Linked DNA regions of Zea mays: region 2 is linked to region 1. The links are chromatin contacts, called in public Hi-C maps. All regions are on one chromosome and are shown on one strand. Each heading gives the region's core, a stretch centred on a gene start, on an enhancer-like site or on the middle of the called end of the contact. The rest is flanking DNA. Distances are from core to core; before and after follow the strand shown.

Region 1 (7,230 bases), core at 3,010-5,509:
TATATAAATAGGTATTAAGATATTTATTCAAATATAATTATTGTTTATTTCTAAACACTAAGGTATATGTGGTCTGGTGGTTAGCCCCGAATTTCCGGAGCTAGGGGTGTGGGTTTAAAAGCTCGCTCTGTCCCAGATTGCGCGGTGTGGTAGCTGCGTGGGTAGGGTCGGTGCTGAGCAGGCGCTGGGATCGACAGGGCAGTAGCTGAGAGAGGGGCGATAGAACCAGCCAGAGAGTGTGGGGCGGGACTAGAGTGTCAGCGTGTCCATAGGGTAGTAGCTGAGAGAGGGACGAGAGAATCAGTCGGGGCACGTGGGTTGGGCCCAGAGTGTCAGCGTGAAGGGTGAAGTTGTGGTAGCACCAAGTGTCCACATTAGGTTCTTAATAGAGTGGTATGGATAAATAGGTACTGAGATATTTATTTAAATATAATTATTGTTTATTTATAAACACTAAGGTATGTGTGGTCTGGTGGTTACCCTCAAATGTTTGGAGCAAGGGGGTGTGGTTTTGAGTGCTCGCTTTGCACTATTTTTTGCACAGTGTGGTAGCGCAGAGGGTGAAGTCGTGGTATCACCAAGTGCCCATATTAGGTTCTTAATAGATTAGTGTATATATATATATTCGCAATGTAATATTAAGAATACCTATAACATTCAATTCTTACCAACAACTATTACTATTTCAGTAATTCAGTTTTTTTCAACTGAAATTGAATATCTGTTGCATTCCATATGATGTTATTGTCTCCACATGGATAATGAGTGACCGACAGCGGGACACTGTTGCTAGGAAGGGGTTTAAAGCATACTACATATCTGTACTGATGCACTGGAGAGCAGGTCACACATCAGGTGGCTGATGGACAAACTAGACCCAGTGGACATGACTAGGGCTGGAAAAAAAGCTCGAGCTCGACGAGCTGGCTCGGGCTCGCAGCAGCTCGGCTCGGCTCGGACCGGCTCGACGCTCAGAACGAGCCCGAGCCGAGTCTGTTTGTGTGGCTCGTGAAAAGAGCGAGCCAGCTCGGCTCGGCTCGGTGCAGCTCGCGAGCTGGCTCGTGGCTCGACCCAACAACAATTTGTTACATAAAATCTTAATTACCATATAATATTAGTACAAAATAGACAATAATTTATGTTATTTGAGATTACTATACAAAAATAATCTATTTTCTATATTATATTAGTGATATATTTATTTTACTAATTTAAAATATTTTTAAGATTTTATATTATAATTTAGAGAGTAGATTTATATTTATGGCTGGACTCGTTGGCTCGGCGAGCCGGCTCGCGAGCCCGGAGCGAGTCGAGCCGCTTTTTCGAGCTCGCCAGATGAGCGAGTCAAGCCGAGCTCGGCTGTCACACCCGGCTTTAAGGGACAAAGCCAGGTGCATCTCATACATGCGCCAAGAAGACAACATATGCAATAACAGAGTGCATAGAGATAAATGTCACAATAATCAGAGTATTTAATACATAGCGGAAGACTTATTACAAAATAAAAGAATAAATATAAAATGAACTAAGGATCGTCGGCGCCAATGTCAACTGAGAAACGCCACCTAGATCAGATCATACTCCTCGATACGTGGCTCCTCCTGAATCACCTGTTCTTCTCCTGTGGGGGGTGTGAGACAGCAAGGGTGAGCTCACACATGTTCATCGCTCAACAAGTTGTGGGGAATAATGTGACATGAACTCACAAAAGGTGGGAGTTTATGAAGTGTAAGGCTGATCAACAATAGAGGTTAAAGCTGAGCATTGCTTTTATAAGTTGGTCAAAATTTTATTAGCAGTTACTAAGTGTAAGTAAATACCAAACCTTAAATAAAGTAATAGAACAAAATTAATAAATAATCCCATGCATATGCAAATGACAAATTGAGTTTAGATTCCATAATTTAATCATCGGAGAGTCCTGAGCCGCTCATGACCGTGAGCTCGGCTAGTATACCAGTTTTTCACTCTGCAGAGGTTGTACCCTTTACCCACAAGTCATGTTTCCCATGTCGCCAGGGTTAGCTAGGCCCTTAGACACTACCAAGGTGAATGGCTAGGGATCCACTACGAGGCCTTTGCAAAGTTCCACTAGCTTCCGAAAACCCGCTACAGTTTATGGGAAGAGCACTTGCAAGAATCTCCCGTCCGACCGCCATCGCAGCAAATCAACCCGAGAACCTCCTTGCATGCAACTTCCCTACTGCCCTTGCCCCTTTCGGGTAAGGTAGTCTTCCACTAGCTTTCCTAATTAGTCAGCCAAGGGCGTCCCATTAAACCCTTGTGGCGGCACGTGTTTCTCAAGTTAAGCTCCATGTTCCAATTAACAATAATATAATGATCTTGACATGAACATAAATAAAATAACATAATAACTGGAACATGGATATAATAAATAATTATCCCAAAATCATGTAAAGCAATAGCAAAAACTACCCATGTGATTCAGGGGTAAACAAGGTAATGAGATAAACAATCTAGGGTGACCTATTGGGTCCCATCAAAATTAGACCTATGCATGGTAAATGATTACAAAGAACATTATTGGGTAACAAAAGTGAATCAAGGGCACAACTTGCCTGGCACTTGAGATTCCAGTTACCAGGGTGATTCTTCAGATCCTCGTGACCACACGCTAGTCGTAGCAATACAAACAAACATGATATAGACAAAATTAACATCACACCAAACATAAGTACAAACTGAATAATAATAATCTACACGTCGCTACAAGATCGTGGGAACGAGAACCACTAAAATTGGAGTTACGATTAAGGAGTTATGATTTTATAGAGAATTTATGTGATTAAAATATTAAACTATATTATAATTTGGTTAATATAAATCATATGAGAGGTTATTCTATAAATAATTATCTCAACTTTAATCTAAGTTATAAATTGACCATAGATCTTATTCTAGTAGGTTATAATGATAAAGAGATTAACAAGACTAACCAACATAAGTTAAATAAAGATCTAGTGATAAAATAATGAGACATGGTATAAGAAATGTTTTTATTGTATAGAAAACATTTATACGAGACTAACGCAACTTGAACGGATCAAATCGGAATCATAGATTTTAAGTTATGAATTCCCAAAGTTCGTATGTGCTTGCTACAAAATTATTTGAGTAATCATGTCTGGTATGGGTTTCATGCTAAAACAGTGCTACCAAGTAATAGACAATATTAATATAAAATTATAGGAAGTGGAATGGACTAAAAAGGATTTAATATGAATTTTCTATGATTTATACAAGTTTCTACCATTATTTTTGTATTAAAAATGAATTTAAAATGAATTTCTCTGATTTTATTCGCTGTCTGGACTGTGCGCATGAATTCAGAGAATAACAGAGGCTAACACGTAAATTTCTTAAGACTCAGTGAACAGTCCTATGGATTGCGAGTTGAATCTAAAATAACAGATGGGTTCTTTAATATAATTGTCGAGGCCGAAGGGGTATTGCGCGACCTGAGCCGCTTGATCTGTTTTCAAGGGACCAGATTAGATCGAACCACATCCAAACCGGTATGCCAGGTTTTAATCTGAGTCGCAACTTGCCAGATCCACGGTTCAGATTTCCCCGCTCGAAGGGTTACGCGCGACGTGATCACGACCATTGAATACCAATCAATGGCCATCGGTTCATCTTTAACCCCTGTCCGTCGAATACGCTGGCGAGGGAGACCGCTCAAGTAGCCGCCATTACCACGGCGCTTCAGGTGCTCCCAAAGCCTAACCGAATACAACTAATCTACGTGAAGGAAACAGGTAAGCAATCAAGAGTTCTTACCAGTTTCAGAGCCCGCGCAATCACGAGAGTCCCGGCCGCGGAGAGGTCCCGCATCCGACTGGTCCTTTGTGACATCCATTGTGCTGGTGCGGCCGCGCGCATGCAGTTGTCGCGGGGCACGGTTGCTATCGCATAGGAGCGTTCCCGGCCGCCATCCTCTGCCAAGAACAGCTTCAGTGGCCTCCGGCGAATCACCCAGCCCCGTTTGACACCGAGCGGCAGCATGGCCCATGGGTGAGGATGGAAGCCTCCACCTGTGGTTTCTCTCTCGCTCACGTGGTTGTTTCTGGGCTGGGTTTTGCGGTACGTGGCTTCTACCATGCAGAGCTGTGGCTTCCTTTTTTTATGGACGAGACGTGGGGCTGCTCAGCTGTATTTAGCTCCAGGCGAACGGAAGAAACAGACTTTGGCGCTCGACGTGTGGCTATGGAGATAGAGGCTGGGAGTCTGCGGAGAAAAGGTCTAGCTGAGATCCAGTGCATGCGGGTGGTTGTAACAGCTTCAGGAAGAAGCCGACTGCCTGCATGGCCCCAGCCCCCATGCGCGAGCGTCACTTGTGCGGCGTGAGGGATGTAATGCATGATGCCATGCTCATGTCGTGCTGAGGCAAGTGACCAGAGAAATAATAAACAAAGGACTTGTGGCCTAATCCTAGTTGATCGGCTGGTGCTTTTAATCCCAAAGCAGTTAGTGTTCTGTTTTTTTTTTTGCGTCTCCATTTTTCACAATCGAAATTGAAATCGGATTTAGATAAAGTTCAAATTTCAAGCTTAATTCAAATGCTCGATCAAAAAAAATCCAGAATGCCATGCAAATTTTATTTATTGATTGACTAATTATTCACCTAGATAAATGCTTCTATATACATAATTTCATAAGAGAATAATTCACATATATTTTTTTTATTTTAGGGTAGTATTATTTTTGAATGTGCAGACAAATTAAAAGTTATCTCAAAATAAATGTACATCACTTATTTGCCATTTTTAGGGGAATAACCTCTAGTGTAAAATATTTATTAAGAGATTGGTCAAATATATAGCAAGTTTTTTTTTTATTTCTATTTTCCTTTGCACGTCCAAAGTTTCAAATTTGATTCAAATTAATTTTTTTCTGTATTCACAAAATCGAATGCAACAACCAAAACTCCAATATGCTCTCAAAATTAAACATTTTATTTAGTATTTTATTTAATAATCCCAATGCATGATTCACGCAAAAATAAGTATTTTTTTAGAAGAAGTGTATAACCTTTATCAAGATATGTTTTAATTAAGAGTACTTATAAATATATAGTTCAACAAAGTAATAACTAAATTCATATAGGGATCCTTTTATTTAATCTTTGTTAGCCAACAAATTAAATTTAGGAGATGTTACTTGAACAGTAAGAAAATTCTTATTAAAGATATTTTGTTTCAAAAACCCTTGGATAATTTTATGAATTTCTAAAATAGAATTTTGGGTACTACATCGGCTCGGCTCGTTTCCACCCCTAGACATGACTATTCGCCCTAGTCCTGGAAAAGAGCTGAAAATAACAAAAGATACCGTCAGGTTGATATTGGGTTTGCCTAGCGCCAGCGGTGGTAGAGATTTCACTGATTGGTACGGGGAAGTTGATGCAACATCAAAGCTCAGACGAGATTTGAAAATATCAAAAGATGAGTTCGATGTAGTGAAGCTGTAGGACAAACTTGTTGAAGGAAATGATGATCAGTTGTCCATTCGCTGTTTCTTTCTTATACTATTCAACCGCCCATTGTTCTCATTACAAACAATGAAGTGTTAATGACTAAAAACATGGACCACATGGCTGACATTGACCGGTGCCAGTTGCTATATACTGACCTATGTGACACTGCCAGCCAATGGCATAAGAGGAGTACTATATACATTTTATATCTTTATTTTCTCAGATATACTACCTGTATCACCTGATGAGCCCTTCATCCCCAGAAAACAAGTACGAACACCTCGTATTAAGTTTTTTGATAAAGAAACAATCATAGATTTGATCAGAGCTGATAAGAGGAGGCCCCGTCAATCCGGGGAACCTTTTGGCCACTGTGAGGTAAGACCGTTTTTTTTCTTAACATGAGTAACTACTTGTATAGATAACATGTTTACAGATACTAATATTTTTTTATCTTATTTGCCATCTGTTCTGTAGTACGAGCGAGACATGCTACGTTGCTGCGCCAGAACGACCAGTAAATGACATTTTCAATATATGTGCCCCTCGCATCAAGCACTTGATCGCAAGCAAAATTCATTGTATGCCTGCCTTTTATCGCTCAGGTTTCGAGGCACTCCTTGATTGTCACGACAAAGAGGTTGACCAGTATTGTGCAACTCTTGAAATTACACATCGCAATCTAGTAGCCAAGCAGATACAGTTATCTCAGACTTTTGAAGAAATGATTGACGAGGTCATCCAAAGAGCTTCGGATGCTGCTGCTTCTACTGACTCTGTATAAGGTAACTTTTTATTGATCATGTCACACTACATTAACCTATGCCATTACATCATAATTATATATATTTTTTGAACTTGCACACTAAAGTTTATAGGTTTTAATCCCACCAAACTACATGATACTTATGTCAGTCACGCATATTACTTATGTTCCGGATACCTCCTATAATGTAGCCATCCCATTTCATATCAATAATTATCCCACAGACACACATATCTTGTTCCATTATGTATGCAGTGTTCCACAAATCAGGCATACTACAATATATCTTTGTTCAATTATGACAATGTGTTACATGCTACCTTGATTTTGGTACCACAGAGCAGGGTACATCTTCAGTTCATCCCACACCAACGGCTCCACAAACCAACACTGTCCCTAACGGTACGCCTGGGGTTACGTTCGTTGACAATCATATGGACGAGCACACCACCCATACTCCAGTGCAAGATACACAAGGCACTATTCCGGTTCGTGTTTCATGTGTATACGATTCTATTTACTTTTTTTACTTTCAATTTCCATGCTCTCAAATTAACCCATAAGGAACTTTTAACAAGCATATTATTTGTATTTTCCAAAACAGCAAACTGGCAAATCTGATGATGTTGATGATGTTAATATGAGCTTATTACCACTTTTTGATTCTACTCCAACAACTAATGTATGTTTATTAATCACACCTCATTATCCACACCTTTTGCAATAGTATATATATTTTTCCACTTAATCTATTACAGGCCCCCATTGTTGATTAGAACAATGGTAGTTCTCTTTTGCCGGAACACCAGACTGAGTATATGTTTTTTATGCTCCCGTCATGATATGTTTATCCATCCATTACAATTAGAGCTAATGCATACCCTTTGTGTGAAATAGGTTGGAGAACAAATTCGTTCTGATGCTCCTCAAGAACAAGGCCCTCCAGTGTTTGACCACACCCAGT
Region 2 (7,083 bases), core at 546-3,045, 320 kb before region 1:
AACGTTGCATTATGCCTTGCTTTGAGCACTCACTGCACTCTGCAGTACTGAGTACTGACCCCAGACAACCAACATGCGTAAAACAGTTTTCAAAGTTTCGTCTTCATACATTATTATATCAAGGTGGCATTAAGTACATCTTATTGTCAGATTTTTCGATCTGCACCAGCAAACACAAGGCCCACCAAGTAGCGGTGCCGCCTGCCTATACGACACGAGTCACACGACGCGGCATAGGAATATACGTAGGTGCACGTGCTGCAATGCAACTGGATCAGAGCGTATATATGCCTACGCGCCGTAGCGTAGGACGTGGCGGTTCTTGGTCGGGGAGCCGGTGTACTGGACGGTGCTCTGGTAGGTCTCGTAGCGGCGTCCGCCGCCGAGATCCTCGCGGCTCTCGTACGACTGGTAGCGGCGCAAGCCGCCGAGGTTGCCAGCCCCGTGCTTGTACGCCCCGCCCCCGTAGCCGTAGCTGTGCTGCACGCCGCCCTGCGGCGTCCGGCCGCCGTGCGGCAGGAACGCCTCCTCGCAGTCGCTCTCGTCGCTCTCGCTCTCGCTTTCGCTCTCGCTCTCGCTCTCGTATATGCCCTGCCTGTAGCCTTGCTTCTGAGCGACGGCGGCGCCACCACCATAGTGAGCGCCGTATCCTCCCGCGCCAGTTCCAGCGTACGCCTCCTCGTACTGGTAGCCGCTCTTCTTCGCTTTTCCACCGGCGGTGGCGCCGCCGCCGTACCCGTACGCATCTTTATGGTAGCCGCCGTACTGCTGCACGGCGCCACCGCCGCCGCCGCCGTAGTGAGAGTCGTACCCTCCTGCACCACTTCCGCCGTAGTACTGGTGGCCGCCCTTCTTCACTTTGCCATCGGTAGTGGCGCCGCCGTACCCGTACTGCTGCACGGCGCCACCACCGCCGCCGTAGTGCGCACCGTACCCTCCTGCGTCAGTTCCGCCGTACGCCTCTTGGTACTGGTAGCCGTTCTTCTTTACTTTGCCACCGGCGGCGGCGCCGTGCCGGTACACATCTTTGTGTCCGTCGTGCTGCTGCACGGCGCCACCACCGTAGGGAGCACCGTACCCCGCCCCCGCCCCTGCCGCGTTCTTGTGCTTGTAGGCCTGCTGCTGGTCGTAGGCGTACGTCTGCGCGACGGCACCGGCACCACCGTGGTGAGCGCCGCCGTAGCTCTCTCCGCACGCCTCCTGCGCGTAGCTGTAGCCTGCTTGCTTCTTCACGCCGCCGGCGCCGTAGCCGTACCCTGCACCTTCGGTCTCCCCGTATGCCTCGTGCTGCTTGTAGTTGTAGCCCGGCTTCTTCACGGCGGCCACACCCCCGTAGCGGGCACCGTACTCCGTGTCGACGACGCGCTTCTCCTCCTCCTCCTCCTTGTATAACTCGTCGTGCCAGCTTCTGACGGCGGCAGCAGCACCGCGCACCTCCTCCTTGTCCTCCTTGAAGGAGGAGTGCTTCTGCTGCACGGCCACGGCGCCCTTGTACGCTTCGTCGTGCTCCTGGAACGCCTCCACCTTGCAGGCCTGCTTCTGCACGCCGCCGCCGTAGCAGGGCTTGTCGTCGACGGCCATTCGGTTCATCTCCGTGACGACGGTGGTCACGGACTCGGTGTTTTGGCGGTGGTAGTTCATATGGGGATTGCTGCTGCCGTAACCACCATAGCCGTAGCCGTAGCCATTGCCACGCCTCACAAGCGAGTGCATACTAGGAAGAAGAACTGAAGAAGCACGGTAGTGCAACTCTCTGCTTACTCTGGCTGCGCCGCGCCTTGGCTTTGTGTTGGTATGGATGATTGGTCATTTGGTCTGCTTTATATATAGCGCCGTAGGCCGTGGCGAGAACGCGAGGGGAGAGCAGGCTGAGGGCATCTGTGCTCTTGCTCGATAGGATAGGATAATATGGTACGGTGATGGTGGTGGAGCAGGGGCGGCAAGCAAATGGATGGATATGTGCTCCATCCGTTACTTGACTCGCTTTCTATCTAATCTATCTGGGCATCTTGGAATAATGGTTGGATCGAACATTTCGATTTCCCTTGAGCCTAAGAAATCAATGTCGAGTGCTTAATTATGGTCCAAATAATTAGAAATCAGGTGGCGCTCTATTATTGCTCCATAGTACGTATACAGCTAATGGTCATTGAGGCACTGCAGATGCTCTTGACCAAGGCATCTATCTATCTGAATACACACACACACACACACGTTAATAATACAGTCGGAGGGAGCGATCGACAACGCATCGCACAAACATAGCGACCATAAGATCATAGTATATATTTCTTATTCTTCTATATATAAAGCTAACGAAGAACATATTCGCGCGTGCCAAACTTGATGGCCTGCTTGCGTAGCAGTAGCAGTAGCAGGGATGCTTATCATCTCCCCTCCCGCCTCGTAGTAGTAGCGTCAAATGATTCCATCCATATCATGGATGGACCATTGAACGTCTCACGTCACGTGCGACGGTACTCTCAACTCCGATGCTGCTGCCGCCGCCGCCGTAGTACGTGGGTGTAGGCCAGAGCCATGCATACACTTGCTTTGATGCCTGCCGTCTACATTATGTTTATGCTCGGTTTCTCTAATATTTTTTTTTGAATTTAGAATTTACCATGAAGTGGACTCCAGCTGAGATCCATCATGGCCCGTGTTTGGTTCGACTTTTCAGCCGATTCTGGCCGCCATAAGCGGGTTTTGGTGTCCAAACGTCTAGATTCTGAGGTGATTCTAGCCACCGCCGATTTTCTGAGAAGCAGGTTTTCAACGACTGCGGAGAAGCAGCTCAGCACCACGTCCGTGTGAAGTCTCGTGAATCCTGGTCTCATCTGCTTCGTACGTACGTCTGACTCTCTCTTTATCTCAACCCACATCGATTATATTACTGGTAAATACGCACTAACTGTACTAGGACGATCAGTAATCATCAACACTTTAGCCGTGATGTTAATTACGAGCATTATATTAGATAGATATACGGGCCATTTACATCCATGCCGAAAAAAAGCTAATGCTTAGTGTCATGGTTTGTTATCTGAACCGGTCAATAGTTATATTGTAATAGACAAATCATGTATAATTTTAATCAGGTTTTAATTATTGTGTCTTTGCCTATTTTCTTTTTTCACTAAGAATCTACAATCTCATAATCTGCGTATCCAAATACCTAGATTCTAACCGGATAAAAAAACAAACACAAACTTACATGATATTTAAAAAATAAACTAATTCGAGCGGAATTGATGTCAAATACAGTTGGTATAAAAATTAATACAGAATACCAACTCATAGCACTAAGAGAATGCCAACATGTATTTCTAATGCTGTCAATGCATACAACAGGCCCCAACGGAATTAATGCACTAGTTGGTTGTTTGTATTTATCTGTTTTCTTTTTTTAATCAGAATCTACAATCTCATAATCTGCGTATCCAAACACCCAGATTCTACCCACCAGCTTCTCTCCACAGCAGCCGAACCAAACACCCAGATTCTAATCACCAGTTTTTCCCACAGCCAACTTTTCGCTACAACCAGCTTTTCAGAAAAGCTCTTCAGAAAAAAGCCGAACCAAACAGGCCCATGGTTTACTAGAAAACCGTTTGACAACACAGCCACTCTGAAACTGCCTCTTTTACCTTTAGATAGATAGACGACCTCACATGTTACTCTCTCATGCCTTCTTCCTCACGAAGAAAAAAAAAGATTTTTTAAGATGGTACCCTTAGACCGTGGTCACGACCAGGCGCAGAACCTTGACCGTCTCGAACGGACCAAAAGTAAAACGGACCTTGGACCATTTTAATATTAATTTTGGTATATAATGACTAGCACAACTTTGCTAAGTGATTGATTATAGAGGCTAAAAGATAAAGCATATACTTAGACAATATGTGCAAAGCAAATTCCGAAGATCAACTTGGATAAAGTTGTCAAACAAAGGACTTAAAAAGAGATTTATTGAAGATTTGTCTAGCTAGGTCATACCAAGGTCCAAGACACAAGGCAAATCAAGCCCAAACAAAGCAAAAAATCGTAGAAACAACTCAGAACACACTAGAGAACCCTAGACGTATCTGGTGGCGCACCGGATACGTCTTGCAGAGAGGCTAGATTCGGACTTGGAAATACGGAGAGCACCGAACGTATCTGTTGGCACACCATACACTGGGCTAAATTCGGACTATAAATTAGGAAAAATAATTTATAGTGTACAAATCTTTTAGAGAAAACTTATAAACATATATTTTCAACAAAGGAGTAACTAAAATCATATAGGTATACTTCTATTAGAGCATCTCCAAGAGACTCTTTATTTTTGAATCTTTATTTGACTCTTTATTTGTATCTCCATAAATATTAAACTCTATATATAACATCTCATTCCAACAGACTCTCCAACATGCAAGTTAGCTTGGCTAGGGAGAGTTGCTAGCCAAATTTGGCTAGTGAGAGAGTTAATTTAGAGAGACAGATAGCTTAGCAAGTTAAATGACTAGTCTGCTGGAGAGCTATTATGCTATTAAGTAGCTAAAATTTAGCTTGACAAGCTATTTAGCTAGTCTATTGGAGATGCTCTTAAATCTTCATTAGAAACCATATTTGTTTATGGAGATGTAACTTCAAGAATAAGAAAGTTACAATTAAAAGGTATTTTAATTCAAAATCTTTAGAGAACTTTTTCTAGATTCAAAAATAAGATTTTGGGTGTTACAATTACCGACTAGTAAATTTCGTGGTTCGTTCGTATACTAGTTTAGGCAACGTGCCCTACATCTGGTGTGAGTTGCTCGTGCTGCTACTCCGTAAACAGAGTTCAAGCTTTGACCGGTAGCTCCCTCAGGCTATCTACAATGCATACCGCTTGAGTCCCCCTCCGTTAACACTGTAGTCGTTGTAGAGGCGACAATGCTCCTCTTGTCACCGCAGCGCTGCCCCCTCCGTAGCCCCCTAGGTAGCAGCTTCTTTCTCTCTCATGTTGCATATGGCGTATCCCATGCGTGTCCCCTAGACACTATTGAGGACCGAATTCCATGCATACGGTTGTTTGTTAGCTGCGAAAAAATGATGATGAATTAGAAATAGATATAGGAAAATGATATTATATAGTTGTAGTGGGGTATAGGGGATAATTTAGAGGAAACTGCTGGGGGATGAAAATTTAGGGGATGAAATGTTAATGATGTGACACAAAAAAGTGATATAGAGGAAGAAATTTAGGGAGAACCGTTGCGGATAGTCTCAGGGTCGAGCGCCAAGAGGACGCTTCCACGCATCACCGCCTACTGGTGGTTGGGCGGCGGGCCCAGCATGGGCGAGGAAGTCGTCTGTTTGCTCGGAGTGTCAGACTGTCTGCATGGGTCGACGCTCTAGCTCCCTCTCCCCTTGCATGCCGGCTAGAGAAGACCCCTCACTCGCGCAACAGTTGCCTCTACGGAGCCCCCTAGCAAGCGAAGCGCTTCTCTCTCCCTCCACTCCTTGCGGTACACTGTTCATGTGCCCTTACACTGTTTGGCACTGTGTTGTGGGCCCACGATGAATTATTAGTAGATCAAAAATTGATAGTGATTGTAATGGGTATAGGGGAAGTATTTAGGGGGAAACCGCTGCAGAAGACAAAAAAGTAGGGGATAAAATATTGATGATGTGACATAAAAAAGTGATATAGAAGAAAAAATTTAGAGAAAACCCCTGCGGATAGTCTCAAGTAGTTGGTATTGGCCCGTACCGTTTACTGTCCACTGTAGCGAACAGTAGCGTTGTTCACTGTTGTGGCATCACACGCCCCGCTCCTGTCAACCAACTCCTCCCGCTGTCAGAGACGGATGCTGTCGTACCGTGGGGATGGCGTAGATCGTAGTTGTGCGAGGTATGAGCGATGGCTAGAGGCAAGGGGAGGAAAGATTTATCTATTGCTTGAGTTTCCCTTATTACATAGTCACACACATATATATAACTTCCAAAGCATATCTTAATTGGACTCTCAACAAACTCTAAACCAAATCTTCTAAATATTCTCCTGCCTAATCTTCTAGCCCCTAACTCCTAACCAAAACATCCCTATAACCAACTAAATCCTAATCTGACTAAAAACAAATATAGAGAAATATCTACAGCTCATCATACGAGCTGTTGCGACCACTAGCTTCTTTCTATAGGTGTATATTCGGGCAGTCCGGCCTGGCCCGGCCCAAGCTCGAAAAGGCCCATATTATTTGAATTTCGAGCCGGCCCACGACCCGGCACGTAGTTGCTTAAACGCGCCGGACTCATTTCGGGTGTCCCGAAATTATAAAACTCCAAAATTCATTTTTTGGCCAGAAATTCACATTAGGGTCCGAAATTCAATTTTTGGCCCGAAATTCACATTAGGGTCCGAAATTCACATCAGAGCCCTAAATATAAAACCAATTTAATAAAACAAATAAAAGATAAGCCAAATAAATTTGAACAAAAACAAACTTAATATTTGTATTAAAGTTACCATAGCTATGCAATGACTACCTCGTTTACAAATCATTTTGTTAGAAGGAAAAAAGAAGTATAATCATCTCTATACAAAGTTCGTAAGTTCAATTTATTATCTAATGTTCATAACAAAAGTAAAATTACATCACATACTCTAATTCAAATCTAAAAAACATCTAACTAGCATTATCTCTAGCTTTGTGTTCTTTATCAAGTACATGAAAGTGTGGAATGAAGTGTGATTTTAATAAATACTAGTCGGTTGCCCGTGCGTTGCGACGGCTTACAACAATACCCACGTGTTGGGCACCAAAAAGAGCCAGCGGACGGTCCGGCCCTGGGACCGGACGGTCCGCGGTCCGGACAGTCCGCGCCTGTGGGCCGCAGGTCCGCGCGCGCAGAACAGATTAGGGTTCCGAGTTTCTTGCCGTGTTTGTTAACGAAATTCACGGGATTAACTTGGGAAGTTTGTTTGTAACGGGTCTAGCCCCCTCCTCTATAAATACAGAGGTATACGACCGATTTTTAATGATCAATCGAATCAATAAAACTTCTATCTCGCATTTATTTCCTGTATAATTAGGAGTAGTTCTAGTCTAGTTCTAG

The links. Hi-C and Micro-C count contacts between places; a contact is called where the count stands out from the background.
Region 2: a contact with region 1 is called in a Hi-C map of ear, with 4 times the contacts expected there. The contact joins the promoter of LOC100280698 here to the promoter of LOC100276311 in region 1. A contact is called at or near these places in 3 of 25 Hi-C or Micro-C datasets (ear, leaf and tassel).

Annotation. Positions count from the first base shown.
Region 1 is chr3:168,385,994-168,393,223 of Zm-B73-REFERENCE-NAM-5.0, reverse strand. It overlaps LOC100276311, which reads right to left and starts at 4,259. Exons shown (of 3, transcript XM_008676455.4): 1 at 3,805-4,259; 2 at 2,583-2,638; 3 at 1,429-1,624. The coding sequence starts at 4,036. The coding sequence ends at 1,610.
Region 2 is chr3:168,701,883-168,708,965 of Zm-B73-REFERENCE-NAM-5.0, reverse strand. LOC100280698 (lipoprotein) reads right to left here and starts at 1,795. Exons shown (of 1, transcript NM_001153617.2): 1 at 88-1,795. The coding sequence starts at 1,713. The coding sequence ends at 292.